Regions from separate parts of the Gossypium hirsutum genome. Here region 2 is linked to region 1. Evidence: chromatin contacts called from public Hi-C data. All regions are on one chromosome and are shown on one strand. The core of a region is the stretch at or near the end of the contact, and the rest is flanking DNA. Distances in the headings are between cores, read along the strand shown.

What was found. A called contact is a pair of places that touch in the nucleus more often than the background predicts.
Region 2: a Hi-C map of leaf shows a contact between it and region 1, with 2.4 times the contacts expected there. The contact joins the promoter of LOC107950630 here to the promoter of LOC107949501 in region 1. A contact is called at or near these places in 13 of 34 Hi-C or Micro-C datasets (anther, callus, hypocotyl and 2 more).

The regions. Positions count from the first base shown.
Region 1 is chrD03:31,767,268-31,770,030 of Gossypium_hirsutum_v2.1, forward strand. It overlaps LOC107949501, which reads right to left and starts at 1,317. Exons shown (of 9, transcript XM_016884162.2): 1 at 914-1,317; 2 at 1-676. The coding sequence starts at 1,069. LOC107949500 (serine/threonine-protein phosphatase PP1) reads right to left here. Exons shown (of 4, transcript XM_016884161.2): 3 at 2,574-2,763; 4 at 1,757-2,129. The coding sequence ends at 2,115.
Region 2 is chrD03:32,312,418-32,315,180 of Gossypium_hirsutum_v2.1, forward strand. It overlaps LOC107950630, which reads right to left and starts at 1,371. Exons shown (of 16, transcript XM_016885512.2): 1 at 944-1,371; 2 at 692-813; 3 at 482-570; 4 at 362-394; 5 at 173-263; 6 at 40-82. The coding sequence starts at 1,158.

The DNA of each region.
Region 1 (2,763 bases), core at 67-2,566:
GTCCAGCCTCAACAAGGCCATCTTCCCATGCCTCTATTTCTTGCTTAGAAGATTTCTGCAACCTAGTCTCACCCTCACTACCTTGATGAAAGTCCTTTGTCAAAGGAAACAATTGTAGCTTACCAAAGGAGTCAGCCAAGAGTGAACAATGTATTTCTCCATCATCAACTGAAGAAACAACATCCATAAACTTCAAAGGCCCAATGGACAAATTCCCATGAAAAACGGTTTGTACAATAGTAAGAGTATACGTATCAACAATAACAACAGTACACTTAGGAGGCTTCCTGTTCTGAGATTCTTTATCCATTGAAATCTCACCCCCTTCGGCAGATTCCATCAACTGGTGGTCAGTTAAATGTGCAGCATCAATAAAGCAACAGCCTACACAAGCATATCTTGGATTCCAAGGCAATGTACGAATAATCGATGGGCTGCCCACCCAAGGTGGCAGTTTTCTTCTACGCCTGCAGTGGCCACTACTTCTGCTCCAGACGCACAACATACTGTCAGTACAAGCACTTAGTAAGGCACCCCCATTATCAAAGCTAGAGTTGAAAGCAACATTACTTGAATAGTCCATGCTTTGTTCTCCAGATACTACAATGGGACAGCAAATGGCGAGATCAGCTATTGGTGCAGCATGACCGCACAACATAGCAATTGGTCGAATTTCCTGAATATGATACAAATTTCGACCATCAGTCTAAATTCAACAATCTAAACTATACCCTAGCAAAACCCAGATTTACTACCGAGCAAATGCATATATAATATCAAATTGAAGCTCTCTGGTCATTCAATTGCATAACACAAATATAATAAGCTAATTATTCTTAATAAGAAGAAGAGAACCCGAATCTTTTAGTTATATTGTTTTCCTAAATTGAATCGAGTAAAGTTAGTTGGTTACCGAGTGGGAATCTGAATTGGAGAGGTTCCACCAGAGGATGGAGCCATCGGATCCGCCAGTGTAGAGAGTCGGAGGGTGGTTGAGAGCGGCTGTGGCTGTGACACGATGGACCGGAGGCGTGCCTGACCATATACACGCCATGGATCGGCACTTCATGGCCTATGTAGTAGCTCTGCCTTCAAATGTGTTGAAGGCTGCGTTTTTATTACAAATTCGATGCGCAAGTGTCTATATTTTGGACCCAGATACCACTATATACATTTTTGCTTATTTCTTTGTTCTGGGCATGAATCTTTTCGAATGAACTTTTTACTGGTACCACTACCACTCTCTCTCTATTCATCAGCACTTCATAATTTTGCCAGAGTTTTGAGAATCTTCTACTTAGTTAATTAGCAAAATGAACAGAAAAAGGTTGATCTAATTATATATTTTTCAGGATTTCTTTTTTAAGTTTTACCAGGACAGGACCGGTCCAATTAAAGTTGAACCAATAAACCGATATAAACCAACAATTGAATAGGACCTTTTTAATTATTTTTATTTTATGTAATTTTTAATAATTTATTTAAACAAAGTTCCAAATACAACCCACATAACATCGAAAGTAAGAGCCAATTGTAAATCTTGGTTCCCTATTTTATCCAAGCTATTAGTATTTAAGATTTACGATGTTATCAAACTCTCATAAATTTTGCCTTTGTGAAAGCGCATCGCATTGTATCATGGATGGTTCTGATTTTAAAGCCGCTGAAGTGCCTGAAACTACTTCAGGCTTTTGTTCATAGGTTACCAAAATCTCAATGTTAAAGCATAAAACGGCCGAGAGCCATAGCCACCAAGTTCATAATTTTTTTTCTTTCCATTTGACTTGGAAGGGTACTACCCCAACCACAACAGAAGCTGAAAACAGTTACGATACGAAATGATATTTCGTTACCTACAAGAATTAAAAATCAACATACTGGAATTAGAATCCGGTTTTACATATGATAAGAAAAACCAAGCTCCGGCTGGTAACCGAGCTCCATAGCTCTTCTCCTATGTCATTCCAGCAACTTTACCTTCCAATTTCCTTTTGCATCCAACAATAGTCCAGCCAGCCATCACAGTTTCATTCAACAAAACACCATCATTAAGTAGAGACAAGAACGACCCTATTGGTCTATTGGTCATCCAACATTGAACTTTACGGTCTTACTCAGCGCTTCCCACCCTGAAAGAAGATAAAAAAAGGGCACAAATTGGTTTAGTGCCAGAAAAATAAAACGAAACAATCTGATAAAAACAGCTGAAAATGGACAATCTAACTAAAGCTGCACTCCCATCACTAAGTAAAAAAGAAGTGAAACCAGGGAAGGGGCTGTTCAGAAAGGCGCTGAGTCGTTGACAAAGCAGCAATCAATGTCAAAGGAAATTTTGATAGTAAACGGTTGAACCTCTCTCTCTCTCTGTGGCATATTTCTACATGGGTCCTATGTCCATTTGGTAATAACTGATCCATTGACCAGAAACAGTAGGACGCAGTTATACATATATCTGGTGACTCAAGCTTTATACCTGATTATCGATAAATATTATAGGACGGAATTGCTTACCTTTATACATATATTCCTTGGTGATTCAATTTATCAATTCATGATGACTAATAGTTTCCTACCTTGTGAGGTGGGGTTCCTGGTCTGAATGTGTTGTTGCCAAATCCACCCTTTCCTTTCTTCTCTAAAGATTTAAGAATCTGAAACGAACATGTTAAACTATCATCCACACTCATCATGGCACCTGCATTATCGAATTCCCCGCAGTAGTTTGGAGCAGAGAATATGGTCACCAACTGTCGCTTTGCAAAG
Region 2 (2,763 bases), core at 121-2,620, 550 kb after region 1:
ATTTCTCAAAAGATAAATCGAGAATATATGTCGCAATACCTTGACCCAATATCCACACCGCTGCTCTGCCGCCTCAACGTACCTGTAATATAACTTATGGTTCATGGTCACAGAGATATACACACAAACACTGTACACAATACCATGGAAACCAGAACATTTCCTGCCATACCTTTGGGCTCTTCCTGAGAAAGGAGTGAAAATGAACCAAATAAGCCTGACAATCGCTCGAGTGTCGACTCCGAAGTGGATCTTTTGAAAGACTGCATGAGAGAATCAACGGTTAGGGAAAGCTCTAAAGCAGGGTTGAACTGAACTATTTCGATGTGTCATCCTAAACAAAAAAAAGAGAGAATCTTACAGATTCTTGGCCACTTCCATATTTACTTTGAATCTGTAACAAAAGTAAATCACTTAAATGTCAGATGTTAAAACTTGAAGCTTAATGGTGAAGGAAGAAGAAAATGAGTAACATACTCACTTTTAAGGAAAAATCAGTTACATCCAAGAGCAGCAACTTGGATTCAAAGAAATGGGCTAAAGCTTTGGCAAGCATTTGTTGGTAAAGTTCTACCAAGGAAAAAAAAGAAGAAATAACACAGACACAGTCAGTAGCAGCCTTATAGAGACAGCCCCATGAACACCAAAAAAACATGTCAAGTATAGCCGCCTGTGATTTCGGGCAATCAACCTGCAGGTCCCGATAGTAATATAGCTTGACTAGCAGGAGAAAGGTTCCTTGTGTACTTGGAAACATCAGCATGTTTCAAATGGACATAGGCAGCACTGGTTAGCAATGCTTGAGTTTGTTCACTGCCACATAAAATTAAACATCATTCCAACAATTAAAAAAAATTGTATAAGCAAGTTAAAAATATTCATATAGGTGATTCAAAAATCTCTTGTTTTCCAGCCAATAGAGCTCAAAAAATTGGGAATTTACCTGAGGTAGTAAGGGAACTCATCGAAGGTGACTTGGCTTTCTCTGCCATCAACGATTTGGCGAAGTAATTCTTTCTCTATCCTCTCCAAAGTGATGCCGGTTGATGAATTGGAACCGCTTCTGGTCCATTTGTTCTGACCCGAAGCCAAACCTAGCCCTACCCCTACCCCAACACCCACACCCAACGCCGATAACAGTAAGCCTTTTTGTTCCATTTGCTTTGCCTACAATTTTTTTTAATTTTTTATAATTAAAATGAAAATTGTTTTGATCTGCAACTGTTTTCGTGGCTGATTCAACAACGAAACGAAAGAAGCGGATGCTTTGACAGCGAGGCGTCGCCGGTAAGGGGAAAGAGCAGCGGATGGCGGCGGATGAAGAGCAGTAGAGTCGGTTCCCGCTATTTATGGAGTCTCTATCAGTTCGTTCGTTTTTTGAAGTTTTTAAAGAGGAAATCAACGGGGAGAGATGAATAGATTTAATTTATGCCCCAGTCCTTGTAATCTTAAGAATTTTAAAATATTATCCCTCTATTTATAATTCAAATCAGATACCTCTCACAATAAACTTTCATTAAATTTAAATGTACATCATTCTAATTTAAAATTTAATAAATTTTTATTGAATAATCGTATAAAAATAATCTATTAAATTTTAGTAATTTTATAAATAAATTGAACATATTTTATATATAAGAATATATTTTAACAAATTCATTATTAAATTAGTGGGTGGTGGGTGATACCATTAGCATGGATTATTAGATAGAGTAGTAAAGGATTAAAATCTAAAAATATGAAAGCGGCTAGGTAGTGAGGAATAGTAAGAGGTTAGCATAGGTGGCAGTAATTTGACGGTTTATGAATCGGTTGGACAGTTTGTTTATAATTTGTGGGAATACTTGGCGCAAAACTGCGAAGGGAGTTGTGCATGAAATGAAACGGTCGCCCAAGTGTGGTCAGCTTTGGATCCTGTCCGGTTCCTACACGCGTCCGGTTCTGTCAGTACCCATTTAAAAGCAAGTTCCGCCTTCCGGATCAAGATATTGGGTGGTACCATATTGCTGTCAGCAGATTATCAAATTTCAAGATAACGACAGATAATTTTTCATACCATTTACTAGGTATTTTATCCAATTGTATAGGATTTATAATAAATTATTTCTATTAGTTTTTTAATTAATTTTTAATTAATTTTTTATATTACAGTAAGTCTACTTTTAAGGTTAAAAAAATCAATAATCTAATAAATATGGAATGTTAAAGTAAATTAGATGAAAATTAAGTACAAATTACAACAGGTGCGATTTTTTTTATATTAAACATAAATTAAAACCTTATAAAAATATATCACTTATTTTATAAAAAGGAACAAAAATTCAATAACTATTCATCCCGATCATCGACTCTTTAAATATGGTATATATCATGGGTTGAAATCCAGAATTAAATATTAATAGCATATATATATATGAAATTTTCCTTAAAAAATATTAAATGAGGGCAGCGATGTGATGGAGGTATGGGCGAAGGGGGACAGAATCAAATGGGGGCATTGTATCTGTAACAACCATACTGGGCAACCTAAAAAGGATGTGCTGAATTTGGTGCTTCGAACTTCAAAGCAGCTGCTTTAACTACATTACAATCAAACAGCTGTGAAAGGCACGTGAGAAGTAGACAAGAGCACCACCATTTGTACCAATCACAATGTGTCTGACGACTGACGAGGTTCATCAACATAATTTTATATCTGCCGTGTACATATGTGTGATTGCAAGTTGCAGCTTGGTTCAGTGTTCTGACGTCTTTTCTTAACCA